3 separate regions of the Mus musculus genome follow, and all the other regions are linked to region 3. A link is a contact called in public HiChIP or PLAC-seq and promoter capture Hi-C data. All regions are on one chromosome and are shown on one strand. Each heading gives the region's core, a stretch centred on a gene start, on an enhancer-like site or on the middle of the called end of the contact. The rest is flanking DNA. Distances are from core to core; before and after follow the strand shown.

The links. Promoter capture Hi-C pulls out the DNA fragments that hold promoters and counts their contacts. HiChIP or PLAC-seq counts read pairs in DNA pulled down with a chosen protein or histone mark.
Region 1: a promoter capture Hi-C map of the C10 cell line shows a contact between it and region 3. The contact joins the enhancer-like site here to the promoter of 1700039E22Rik in region 3. A contact is called at or near these places in 10 of 39 promoter capture datasets (the 3T3-L1 cell line, the C10 cell line, embryonic stem cells and 5 more), 6 of 115 datasets of contacts at active chromatin or transcription factors (embryonic hindbrain, embryonic stem cells, epiblast stem cells and 3 more) and 2 of 9 other capture datasets (embryonic stem cells and embryonic trunk).
Region 2: an H3K27ac HiChIP or PLAC-seq map of embryonic stem cells shows a contact between it and region 3, with 2.5 times the contacts expected there. The contact joins the promoter of Sfxn3 here to the promoter of 1700039E22Rik in region 3. A contact is called at or near these places in 3 of 39 promoter capture datasets (hippocampal neurons, liver and stem cell-derived epiblast-like cells) and 2 of 115 datasets of contacts at active chromatin or transcription factors (embryonic stem cells and pancreatic cancer cells).

Annotation. Positions count from the first base shown.
Region 1 is chr19:44,696,645-44,700,971 of GRCm38.p6, reverse strand. No RefSeq gene overlaps it. Among named protein-coding and RNA genes, the nearest start is that of Gm26644, 3.3 kb to the right of the region's middle. Within about 2 kb of position 2,426, at least 7 of the 459 cell types and tissues checked have an H3K27ac peak or open chromatin away from gene starts, as enhancers often do.
Region 2 is chr19:45,045,727-45,050,038 of GRCm38.p6, reverse strand. It overlaps Sfxn3 (sideroflexin 3), which reads right to left and starts at 2,463. Exons shown (of 11, transcript NM_053197.4): 1 at 2,149-2,463; 2 at 772-935; 3 at 125-295. The coding sequence starts at 932. It overlaps Pdzd7 (PDZ domain containing 7), which reads left to right and starts at 4,267. Exons shown (of 16, transcript NM_001195265.1): 1 at 4,267-4,312.
Region 3 is chr19:44,833,173-44,837,761 of GRCm38.p6, reverse strand. It overlaps 1700039E22Rik (RIKEN cDNA 1700039E22 gene), which reads left to right and starts at 1,824. Exons shown (of 3, transcript NR_045315.1): 1 at 1,824-2,271. Pax2 (paired box 2) reads right to left here. Exons shown (of 10, transcript NM_001368747.1): 8 at 4,495-4,589; 9 at 2,285-2,371; 10 at 1-1,792. The coding sequence ends at 1,671.

The DNA of each region.
Region 1 (4,327 bases), core at 1,177-3,676, 140 kb after region 3:
CTGTCTGTGGGGTACAGACTTTGAGGCTCAGAACCCACCCCTCACTTCCTGCAGAGGATGTGGGCTTGGTTATGGTGTGTGTGTGTGTGTGTGTGTGTGTGTGTGTGTGTGTGTGTTGGTCTCAGGCCTCTTCTGTAGCCCAGCCTCTGTGAGAAGTCCTTTCTGATTGGTCCCTGGAGCAACTTGCACTGACAGCATGCTCAGCATCCTGATGTCCCCCTTTGGTCCCTCGAGTACAGTGTGCACCTCCTGGTCCATTCCCTGAGACCCTATAGAAAAACTTCTACTCCCTGTCCAGGTTCCTCCCCTGCAGGTCAAGGTTCCCACGGTGGACAGGCTCTTGCGATGATGAATCGCTGGCCCCAACGCACATATTATTATGAAATGGGTTTATTACACTCTAAATCTCTCACTAATGTGTCGCTGTTTAATCCCTTTATCCAATTCTCAGTCTCTTAGGCCCAGCCATAGTGCGCTCTCTCTCTCTCTCTCTCTCTCTCTCTCTCTCTCTCTCTCTCTCTCTCTCTCTCTCTCCCCCCCCCCCCTCTCTCTCTCTCTGGCCAGGATGAAGACTGAATAGTTTAGTGGATAATTTTTGACTCCAGGAAGGGAGAACAAGATGGAGTCTTTTTTTAGGATGGAGGCCAGATGCAGCCATGCAGCTCTGAGAGAAGTTCAAGGGCATGGCCACAGGCCTTGCAAGTGGTAGCACCTTGAGCATGGAGTCATCCTGAGTCTGCGTCACTAATGGAGCTCACCTGCCTGCCTGTCTACCTTGTCTGTTTGTCCGTCCCACTTTCCTCCAACTTTCTTAGACACACCTGCTAGCTGTCCTGTTTTGCCTTTGCTTGCTTGCCTCCTCTCTGACTGTTAGCCCATCTCTTGTCTCCCTGAAGCCAAACAGGTCAGGGTCAGGATGATAACATGGGTTCCCTCTGGATGTGGGGATCCATGATCCTGAGTTCTCCTGTCCCATTCCAGCCTCATATTTTGGAAGGTTCCTTCCGCTGGATTGATCCTGTCTTTTCAAGTCACTTCTTTACCCCAGCTCCACTAACCAGCCACCTTCCTACTTGGGTACCTGCTACTGAAGTATCCACTGCTACTGATGTATCCACTACCCTTCCTCCTCAATATATCCACTACCCTTCCTTCTCAATGTAGCCACCACCCTTCCAGCTCCTCCCATCAGCCCCACTGTCAGGCCCTGGCCTGCCAACATCAGTCTCCGCCTCTTCTGCTGTCCCAGATCGCTGGAGCTGACTCCTCAGCTCTCCTGGCCTCCTCCTTCCTTTTCCTCACTGCTGTCTGGCCACCTCCCTGCTGGCCTCCTCTAGCTCCCTCAGTCTCTATCTCTGTCTCTCCCAGTGTCTCTCCCCAGCAGTCCCTCCCCACTCTGACACACCAGCCGGTAAGGCAGCCAAGGCTTCCTGCTGTCAGCTGGGGAATAGATAAAGATAAATGATATTATGTTAAATTCCACTTAATGACAAATTTTTAATTTTCTGAACATGGTCATTTTCTGGCTAGTGAATCAAGTGGAGGGAGCTAATTACATGAAGATCTGAACAAAAATAACTCCTAATTTTCAAGGATAATGGAAGAGAAATGTTGGAGATTAATGGCACTATTTATCTTTTTTAAATTTCTATCTTTCTCTGTGATAGCCGTGCTCCCCAAGGAAAATATTCATAAAATGAAATTGAAGTCGTAACTTAATAGGTTATTAAAATTTTTGAGTGCATATCACTTTCCTTCCGCAGCACTGTAAATTTAAATTGAAGTTTGCGGCTCCCCGAGTCACCAGCGGAGTTTTTTTTATGATGGCACAATAGAGAGAAGCATGCATCTTTGTCAGGAGGTATTTGCTAGTCTAATTTTATGGCAGGCCGGATTATCAGACGGGAATGGCAGCGCCGGGGGAAGCTGACAAGCCCGCAGCCAGCAGCCATGTGTTTCCATTAGCGCCCCGAGCCGTCCGGGGCTTCTCTGGACTCTCATTTTCCAGTTCACTCTTTTATCTTGATTTAAAGTGAGAGCGCCCAATATTCAGGGCCTGTCATTTTTCTCTCTCACGCTCTCTCACGGCTCTTCCTTGTGTCTCCCCTCCCACTTCCTCTGCTCCGCGGCCCTCTTCCTTTCATCTCTGTGCCTGTAGCACAGGCACTGTCCACCCGGTCCCATCTTCCCCTCATCCTCTGGCATCCTCCTCCAGACTCCTGCATCCAGCCCAGCCCTATGGGCTCTGCCCTGGGAGGAAGGAGAGAGGGGAGGAGAGCAGGGGCTGTTGGGCTGCCCCTAGAGTTAGTTATAAATTTGAGTGAAGCCTTCTCCCCAAGGGCTCATCAGACCAACTTCTGACTGGGGGCCTGACTGTGTATATGGCAGGAGAGATTCTCCAGGCTCAGGCCCATCAGGCCCCCTAATTGACTGTTAATAGAGTTGCCAGGGGGAGGGGTCGCAGCTGTTGGCTCTGGGGATAGGAGGACAGGGAGAATTATCACCATTTCTCGTGAGGTCCCTGTCTCTGCTCTCATTCAGGTCTCTGTTCCTGGCTTTGTCTCTGAGTATAGAATCATAGACCTAGAGGAAAGCTCTACTTGAGGCCAGCCAATGCTCACACATGTCATACATGAACACACTCAAGTTCAGGGATGAAGAATACATTGGCCTGGGTCTGGAAATACATTGGTGGGTGAGAGAGGAAGTTGGACCACCCAGACCCTTAGATGGATGCACTTTGATTCAACTGCTCCTGTTCCCTCAGCATCTTTCTGCTCTTGGATGGAAGCCAATACCCCGATGTTCATCTCAGCCCCCATCTAACTTGACTCGCAGTGTGTAGGAGTTGTGAGCATGCTTCTTCTTCCAGACCTCCATCTTGACCTTGACACCCTAAGTAAAGTCTTCTTGTGGGTGCTTCTCTCCGCCCACATATTAGTTACCAAGTCCTTTCCTCTTTCACCTTGTCCCTGGCCTCTTCACGTGGGCTCACCACACCTGTCTCTTGTCCCCATATTGTTCCCTTGCCCCCGTATTCTATCTTTACCCAAATATATTAGAGACCCCAAATGCCTTCCTGTGGTGCCCAGTGTTTATGAAACATTGGGTTCCACACTCTCCTTCAAACCTCACCACCCTGTGTGGCCACAGCCATGTTCCACCCTCTGTCTTCTCTCTCCTTTGCCTATCGTATGTCCATGGAGAGCCTGTCCCAGCCCTGGTGCACCTTTCTTCCTTTGTTCTTGGTATCCATAATTGAAATGGCCACCACCTTTTATTTTATCCAACTTTCAGGAGTTACCTCAGGCTCCACAGAATCCCATTGACCATGCCTCTTCTCTGGCCTCCATTAGCCTTCCCTCTCCAGGCCCGCCAGCTGGGCATTTGTCACCTACTTACCTGCTGCCTGACATGTCACTGCACTTATTCTGGACCACTGACCCTCTGTCCAGTTCATATACCTTATTCAAGTGGCCACAGGTGTCCCCCGGGTCACTTGTCTTATTCTACGTGTCCCATGCACATCAGTGGAATCCTCCAGATAAGGAAGGCTCTTTAGAGCCCTTTAGTGTTGAAGACAACGTGAGACCTTAACTCCTTCACTTTATAGATGTAGAACAGAAAGTTCAGGCAGAAAGTGCCTGGTAATGAGGTAGTTGAAAAAGTCACACATTTCAGCACCTACCACACCAGTAGTCACCACCCTGTCCCCAGAGTTCACAGTGTCTTTATTAGGCAGGGAAGTTAGTAATAGTATTTTCAAGTGCAGAAAACCATGGTGCCTTTTTGAAAAATGGTATCAGGGCTGGTGGGGGAAACCCTGTAGCCATAGGAGGGCCTTTCTGTGGCAGCCTTCACCTCCACCCTTTCTCCTGTTCAGCCCATTTCTGCCCTTATGTAATCCCTGGCCTGGCTATGTCCGAGGATGTCTTGGTCCCTTCCCCACTTTTGGCTCTTGCTGTTGTTGCAGGCGTGTGGCAGGCATGTCACAGGCATGTTGCAGGCATGTTCTAGACACGGCCATTTCCACTTGGCTGCCTATGCCACACAGGTCAGGTGGCGAGTGGCCTGGGCTGCCCCCACGCCGTGTTTAGCAGGAGAGCTGAGCGGAGGCGGTGCCTGGTTCCCCAGCTACAGTCTCTCGTTAGAAAGAAATTAAAAGCCACTCAATTTTGGCTAATATCCCTCTGAAGGCCTTTAACTCCACCTGTGACTAACCCATTCATAATCGCTCCGTTTTAGTGGCTCAGGCTGATGTAGCCTCAATTAATTTGGAAGGAGAGATAAACGGCCGTTCCTCTTTGTCTCCCATCCATTCCTCCCT
Region 2 (4,312 bases), core at 1,214-3,713, 210 kb before region 3:
AAGGATGCTCAAGTATTCTCCCACCCACTGTCCTTGACCGAAAAAGGTGTAGAAAGGAGACTTATAGTCACCCAGGCATGCTCTGGGCATAGCGCTCAGGAAGGGGACACAGGATAAGGTTTACCTGTAGAAGGTGAGCATGCAGCCAGTAATGGTCATGTTCATGGGCACCTGGGCTGACATACGGCCAATCAAGACCACCTTCTCCCCCGTGTCCGGATGGAATGCTGAGTCATACACGTATTTGGCTCGCCATAGCTGGTCCTCAGTGAGACCCGGGGTTGCCACACCAGCCCTGTAGAAATTGGCAAGAAACCAGGAGGCTGTGGCAGGGGTCAGACCTGCCCTTCTTGTCTCTGCTGCTTGCCTCGGGGAACTCTGGGCAAAGGATCAGGAAGTTTGGCACCCAACCTCTGAGTAAAGGACCTCTCTGTCCCCTGGGGATGTCAGAGCGTCTTGTAGGTGTGCCTACTCTATTTTCACATCCTTGGTGGCCCCACATTTTCTCCGGGGTCACAGTGATGGTGGTTTGAATGACTGGAGGACATTCCAAGAGTTAAACCTCCCAAGGAGGATTCCTTTTCTATCTGCGTGGGACTCTCTTTGTCCTTGCACAGTGAACAGCACTGGGAAGTGTCATTACTAAGGATCTGTGACCTGCAGAGCTGCCACCTACCCATAACACACAGTGCTGTCCCCTCAGCCCAAATGTCCTCAGATCCGCTGAGCTAAAGTGCTGCGTCACAGTGGCGTGATTTGAGGCAGGTTCACCTGTAATTCTGCACGATGTTCCGGGAAGCTTCCAGCTGTTCCCCGGACAGCAGCAGATTTCGGGGATCAGTGACTGTGAAGAAATGCCGGGCTCTGCCTAGAAATGTGCTTTGGTCCCACCGAGGTTCCTGGATGTTGATATTTAAGGGCAGGTCACCCATCTTCTGCAAGGTAGCAAGAATAAGGGTCAGGTCCAAGGACTTCCTTCACTTGGGAGACACTTTGGTGGCTCTGCCTTGGCCCCAGAAACTGACCAGTGCTTGCAGGTGCTCAAGGTCACTCCAGATCCATAAACAAGGGTGGGGGAGGAGTTGTTCCCTAGGTAGTGTTTTAGCCAGGAACATACAGCCACTTAAGAGCCGGAGGGAAGACCAGAACCAAGAATATAGCTTTCCTGACGCTGTGGCCTGATGCCAGATTTACGTGTGTGTGAGTGTGTGTGTGTGTGTGTGTGTGTGTGTGTGTGTGTGTGTGTGTGTGATTCCCCAGCAGCAGCTAATCTGGGGCAGCTATCTTGAGCTCCTGCTATAGGAGCACAGAACATGGATAACACACCCAAGCCCTTTCCAGCTTCAGGCCCCAGCTGCCCCAAGACTTAGATAAAAACTTCCAAGGCTGTTTGGAAAAATGACAGAAGGCAGCCCACACTCAAGCCCCTGATTGGAGGAGACATTAGGCACCTGAGGGCTGATCCGTACCAGATCTCAAACAGCACTGGAGTGGCAGCCATTTGTGAACATGTGAGCACCCACATAGCCTCCTCAAACCCACTTGCTTCCACTCCTACACAATAACTCCGGGCTCTCCCTGGTCCTGGGTTGAATAGAACTGACGCAGGCACCCACCCAACTCTCTCTGAGCCTCAGAAAAACCTCAGGAAAGGGCGAGATTCAATGGATGCCCCTCCGCCCAGCACAAAAAGGAATGCCAAGAACAGCCATCTGGCTGTGTTAGGCAAAAATCCTGCAGAGTGACTAATACCCTCCAACCCCACTTCCTCCCTCACAGTAGACACCGTCCCCACCCGACTTTCACATACTTATACACAAAGACAGGCACGCCCTCCCCAGCACACAAACAGGTTAGAGTCACACTGTATACACTAGTCAACCAACCAGAGTACCGTTACACACACACACACACACACACACACACACACACACACACACGCTCAGCCATATCTATCAGTTGCAGACATTTGAAAGCATGCCTAACACACAGCCTCAACCAACCCCTCCTTGTGCCCTACAGATCCTAACAGACCACGCAATATGGAATTCCCATAAGAGAGAGCACCTCTCTCAAGGCAAGCCTTCTGTTCTGAGCCCAAGCCCTCACCCCTCCACTTTGCTGATTCCCAAGGCAGCAGGCACTCACGCTTTCCGGGGTTTTCAGCCTCTAGAAGCTCTCAGACCCGCCTTCCTCACCGCTCTCCGCTTTCCTCCCAGCCATCACCGAGACGTCACGCGTGACGCTGAGCAGCAGGGAAGGGCGGGGGCTCCCTGAGCTCGTTCGCCTGACCCACCCCCCCTCTTGGCAGAGTTCCGAGACAGTGGATGTCCAGAGTGATTCTCCCAGACCAGGCCGTTGAGACCAAACCCGACCCAGTCCTGGGAAGCAATTCTGGCCTCCTTCCCAACCAGGGAGAAAAGGGGAGGAGCCGCCCCACTTGCCTCCTTCGCTTGCAGTCCCTTAGCTTGCCTCTGGAGGCACCCACCCCCGCAGCACCCAGTCTAGGTGCACTGGGTGCGGGTGAGCGGCGTGGAGGGCGGGCCTCTGAGGGTGCAACGCCCGGAGGGATTCGGATTACTGCTTGTTTACTTGATTGCTGCCTTGGCAATGGACTCTCCTTGCTTGCACCCTGGTCTGCTACTCCAGGTCTTAGAGGCTCCTTTTGCAGATCCTCGTCATTCGCATCTCTTTCCAGCCACATTGTTGTGGTATCTGTGCCCCTTTTGTGTTCCCAGTCCCCTTTGCCACCTAATCCCCAGCTCCACTGTGCCAGCAATTTTTTGTACCCCCAACACTTATCCGTACACAAACTGACGCCCCAGTCCTAGGGATGTGCACGGCCAAAGTTTCCCGTGATCTCTGCCTGCATCCAAGCAGGCGCATCAGAAAGATTCTTCTCCTAGTGGCCTGGGATCAGCTGCTGTATCGTGCGGCCTTTCCAGAACAGGGTGTCTCCGAAGGTGAAGAAGGCATTACACACACACATCCCTTATCCATCAGCACCCAGGGCACAGCGGCGACACAGCCATGTTCCAGCTTTCCTTCCTGCTGATCTCAGGCTCAGGTTCAGCTCTTTCGTTTGTGACATTCTCCCACAGAGACCTTAGGGATGACTACGGAAGGGATGGCAATTTCAGGAAGCTAGCGTGGCCCGGAGAAGACGTGATTCTAGTAGCCAGTGGAACCCAGCCAGTTCCAGAGCCTGGGTTCCAACGACCAGTTGGGGTTCAGAGTTGGGGCGGGCAGAGCCCAGAGGTATCAGACAGGTGAGAAGCTACAATCCGGACAGGCTACCAAAGGTGCTAGAAGAGAATGACTGGCGGTCTCAGCAGCCAATGGGATCCCAGGACCGCGCAGGGTAGCTCTATTCCAGCAGCTGCGCGGAGCGTGGGCGGGGTCCTTAGTTCACTGTATCGCGCCCGCCAGCGGGCGACAAGGGCAGCGGCGGCACACGGGACCAGGTGAGGTGGCCAAGTCCTAGAGGTAGCGAGGCAGGAGGTCCTACATGGGGGAGTCTGTTTTTTGGTTTACAGAAATGCTCTAGAGGGCGTGACCCCTGGTTTTGCACTAGCGATTTGTGGGGCTCTCTCCAGAAGATCACTCAGTCCTGGGATAGAGTCTTGCAGCGACTTTAGACTCACAACTGCAGCCTGGAGCCTGACATTCACCTGGGGGTGGCGGTGGGGGGCAAGCTCGACCGCAGCTATCCCAGGTCCTGAAGTCCAGCTCGGGAGGCTAGCCCCTACCCATATACATATACACACAGGAAAGATGCTGCAGTAAACTGTGTGGCACCCATTCTCCTCTCTCTCTTTAAAACTCAAGAGCCTGCTGTGACCCCCATCTCTACTCTCTGAGTGTCAGATGAGGACCGGAGACTGGGTGGATGACTCCATTGAGAATAGCAATGGAGGAATGGAGGGAGGAATGGAAGGAAAGTGTCCCAATGGCCTTGTAGAAACAAATCCCCAAATCCAAGATGGTGCAGAACTGGGCCGATCTCCTCTGGGCCCAGGATGGGAGAGGGGGACAGGATGTTCAAGTCAGGAGGAAGTGCAGAAGCCAGGGTAATGGGACAGCACTCATCCCTCTCCCCAAACCCTGTTCTTCCTACACAGATCTGGAAGCCCTACTCCTAAGAAGCATTCAGACTGAAATTGCATCAGAAAGATCCCTCTCTTCCAAGTGGCCTGGGATCAGCTGCTCTGTCTTGTGGACTTTCCAGAACAGGGTGGCCAGAAGAAACACTATTTTTCGACTCAGCGAGATCTGCCTTACTAAGACTCCAGCCCTACTGAGAAAGCTCATG
Region 3 (4,589 bases), core at 575-3,074:
AGACATGCAGGGAGCATCGCCGCTACCGAGAGAGCAACTACAGGGTGGGGTGGGGCAGGGTGGCCTGGTCGGGCACGTGGGGCATGGCCACAAGGGGCCAAGCCCCGAGGTTGGTTCTGCCATCTTAGATGTAGCCTTGGAGGCCTGGGGCAGAACGGACCGAGACAGAGACAAGTGAAGAAGAGAAAGAGACACAGAGGGGTCGAGAGTAGCAGAGAAAAGGGAGATGAAGTGGGAGAGATGCAGGGCGATGAACACGGAATTACAGAGAAACAGTCAACAAAACAGGCGAGAGGTGTCCACGGGACCATGTTCGTCATTTTGCATAGAGATTTCTTTCATAATTTTTTTTTGTAACGTAAAAAAATGCCCCCCTCCCCCAGGACGTGCTGTGCTTTAGTGGGCATGTAGCTGTGTCCCCCCTCCCTCCCCCCAGCGAGCGGCGACTCTCACAGCACGGACAGAAGGGTGTATCTACAGGCAGGGGGGCGGGGGGGGGGCGGGAGGACAGGGACTCTATGGTACCCGGAGGGGCGGGGCAGAGAGGGAGGGGCTATGTACAGAGAGAGGTTCGCCTCGACAGCACACACCGTCTTTCTATAAAGCAGCCTGTTGGGTTTTTGTTTGTTCATTTTTGCAAAGACCATCATCATATTAAATAAGTGTAGACTTTTTTTTTTTTTTGAGGCTCTGTTCAGCTCCTGCCCAAGGGAAGGCTGGGGAGGGGGTGCTTGGGGGGAATGGGGCGGGGAGACCCGGATTTTCATCTGGGGCGGCTCGGTCGTCAGTTCCTTCCAGGCTTTTTGCGCCCGCAGGTTGGGAGTTTGGGATGGGAGGGTGGGGGTGGGCAGCGCATTACTGATGGGAAAAGATCAATGCTCGCAGCCGCAGCCTGAGGACACGGTTCCCGCGGTGGCCCCGACGTGGCTGCGTGCTTGGGACCAAACACAAGGTGTCGTGGGATGAGCCGAGGAAGCACAGGAGGGAAAAGTGAGAGGCCAGCAGGTGGAAGAGGCGCTGACGTAAGGGCAAGGCGGGGCCGAGAGGAGAGTCACTGCAGAAGGAGATCGCAGGCCCAAGGGAACTAGGCAGTTCAGGTGGATGAGCTCAGTTGGCGTCTGCTCGCCTTGGGTACCAGCCTTGGAAAACGCTGTCGCCCCAAACGCTGTCCCTCGAGTCCGACCCTTGCGTCCCAGTGCCACCGTCTGGGGCGGGGCGCAGACAGAAGGCGGGGTCAGCTTGGCAGGCACAGGGGGGATGGGGCAGGATTTCCCCCCTAGGGTCTCCCCGGCGGCTCCTCCTTCAGCACAAAGTCCTTTCCTTAGCTTCCCTTGCTCAGCTTCTCCAGCGAAGCCTCCCGACTCCCGGGCGTCCGAAGTGGGCTGCCCCTGGGTGGGCCACGCTGATTGTGTGTCACAGAAACGGCGCGCGGGCCAGAGGCGGGCGGGCTTCCGGACGGCGCCGCGGTCCAGGCAGGCGGGGAGGGGCGACGGGCGGGGCTGGGGCCTGAGGGTCCCACCCGCGGCTCCACCTGTCCTGTCTGGCCATCGACAGGGTGATGAGAAGGGCTGCGGGGCTTGGGGGAGGATGTCTCGAGGTGGGGGTGGGACAGGGACGGTGGCCGAGAGGCAGCGCGTCGCTTCGGTCCTCCCTCCCTCTGGGGTGGGCGGTCAGACGGGGACGATGTGGAGGCCGAAGCTGTCTGCCTGAAGCTTGATGTGGTCCCCGCGGTAACTAGTGGCGGTCATAGGCAGCGGCAGCAGCGGCAGGGGCGGAGCCCCGGGGGGCGGCACTATAATAATAAGGGGAACCTGGAAGTTAACACAGGAGAAGAATGGGCTGGGTGAGAGGACAAACAGGAGAACAAAAAAGGAAAGAAAAGCAAAGAAAAGCCCTCCCCGGGTCCAGCGGGATCAGGCCTGGAGGACTGTGGCTCGGCCCCGAGGCCAGATGCCCAGGAGTAGTGCTGCATCCACAGGGCGGGAGAGGGACAGGACAGGTGACACCCGGCTGCGGATCCCCCAAGGGGTCCGACGGCCACTGTTGGCTAAGAGCCCTCCAGTGATCAAGAGGTAGGGGAGGGAAGAGGCTGGAGGCGCAGGCGTCCTGGTGGTATCCCCAGGACCCGGCGCTGCTCTAATGGGCCTGTCTCCCTGGCCCATCCGGGTACCCAGAATTGGGGTGGTCCTGAGTGGGATCCGTATCCCGAAGCAGCCTGCGCGCCCGAGCTGGCGAGCGGGTAGGCGACCTTGGGAGCCGCCGGCCTGCCAGGTGGCGTACTCACTTAGTAAGGCGGGGTTGCTGAATCTCCAAGCCTCATTGTAGGCGGTGTACTGGGGATGGCTGTATGGGTTGCCTGAGAACTCGCTCCCTGTGGGAGGGCGGGGAACTGGAATTAGAGGCGTTCAACGTGTCCAGTTGGCCTCTTCTGTCCTGTCCTCACTAGTCCCAGTCTTGGGTGTTTCAAGCAGGGATAGGGCCCCTGGGAGCAGGCCAGAGGCCAGGTAATCCACACACTCCGAGCTCTGCATGGGGACAGCCACCATAGACAAGTAGCAGCCAGATCCCTGCACACCTAGGCATGGAGGGAATCTGTGGGCGGGTTTGTGCCTGGGCTCTCCTGCAAGAGATCGCTGCCCAGGAAGGGTTTGGTCTTGGTCTGGCTGCTCCCACTTAAGTAAATTGGGAGCTGAGAGCTTTTACAGTGGACACTGGCTTTAGGGATTCTACAGCATGAGAGAGGGGGAAGGTGGAGCAGGAAGGCCCCTGGGACACTTTGTCCCAGAAAGCCCTAAGAATGGCATCTCAGAGCTGTGCCAAAGCTAGGCAGGTGGTAGTGGTGGTGCCCTCCTGGGAAATAACCCCTCCCACTTTTCCCTCCTGAGGTTCAGTACAAGGGCCACGTAACTGGGGAAGTGAACTGCGGGAATCCACTGGACTGCTCGCAGGCTCAGGAGCAGTGAGCAGTGGAGGGCACAGTGGGTTGGGAGCCTTCGGGAGCTACCTCCCTCCCTCCAGGAGGAGAAAGGCCAGGCCTATGGGTTTCCCCCCTGGCCCTTTCTCCTGTGTGATGACCCCAGACTGTTTACAGTGATCCCTAACCGCGGGTTAAGTAGAGGAGAAGGGGCCCCACTCCAAGAAGGAGCTGGGTGGGGGTGGGGGATGCAGCCACTGGAAAGCCTGTTTATTGACGAGGAGGGAAAGCATGCGTGCAGCAGGATAATGAGCTTCTGAGCTCAACTGTGACCAAGAGGAACTGAGCTATCTCCTTCCCCATCGCTAATGAAACAAGTGTAATTTCCTCATCAGCACTAGATTCTGTTTAACGACTCCCCCCTTGCCACCATGAGCTCTCTGCGGCTCCCCTCATCCCTACCTCCCTGTAGACTCCCCACCCCCCACCTCCCCACTCTTTCCTCACCACCACCACCCCACCTCCCTAAGACCTCCTCCAGCCTCCACCTGCTCACTGCTGGGATCTTCTTCCAGAGCCATCCCTTGCTCCCCCACCAACAGCTTCTACTTGCCTTCTCCCAAGTGTGAGCCCCAATCCCTTCATCCGCACCTCCAACTTCTCTCAGTCAGCCCTATTCTCTTAACAGGCTGTAACGGGCTCCCCAGTTTCTCAACCCTTACTCAGGGCCGTGCCTTGATGAATAAGGCCAATCCAGCTTTCTGTCCTCTCTTTCTCCCTCTACCAGTGAGGGTTGAACTTGAGGAGTGGGGCATACAAAAGGGCTCCAGAGACAGTGGACTACAGGCTGGGAGAGTCTTAGCCACCTTAAGGTGAGAGATTTTGGTGTTTCAACACCAAACTTCAACTCTCTTTGACTTTAAGCCACTCTCATTTGGGGTGAAGGTTAGAGAGGACAGCCACCAGGCTGCTTCCTGAACCCCAAACCCAAGTCCAGTGCCTCTCAGCAAAAGGGTACACTAGAGATTCAGAGGAGCACAGAGGACCTGGGTCCTCTGAAGACATGTGGAGTTGTTGTAGCTAATTTTTCTCTGAAGCTAACATCTCTCTGGTTCCCTCCTGTCCACTTTGAGACTAGCTTCCTTCTCTCTAGATTGGGATTGGTTCTCCACAGTGGTCTCCTCCCCTGGCTTGGTGTAGACCAGCATGGCTTTGTCTGAATGACTGCCATGCCCCTGAAAATGGTCCTTGGTTCCAAGTTTCCATGGAAACCAGGGCAGGCTCTTCCAGGCAGTGTCAGCTAGCTGAGTTAGGCATAGACTTGGACGGATGGGTGCTGAGGAAGGGCTATAACCTAAAGCTGTGTTGACAAGGGAACATTTCTGTATGCTTCCTCCTTGCATTGCTTCTAAAGAGTCAGCTATGGCCATAGAAGGACAATGGTTTGCAGAACAATGGCTTGTTGGTTCTCCCCCCCCCCCCAACCCCCGACTCCCAGCCACAGATTACAGTCCACTAGCAGCTCTCCCACAATTTAGTTAACCCCACCCAGATGAGACATCTACAGCATTGTCACCTACCAGGCACCATTCCTGCCAGGGTGGAGGTAGGGTAGCTTCCCTGGCCAGTGGGGGGCACATGAGGGGGGTAACCAGGTAGAGTGGTGCTCGTCATA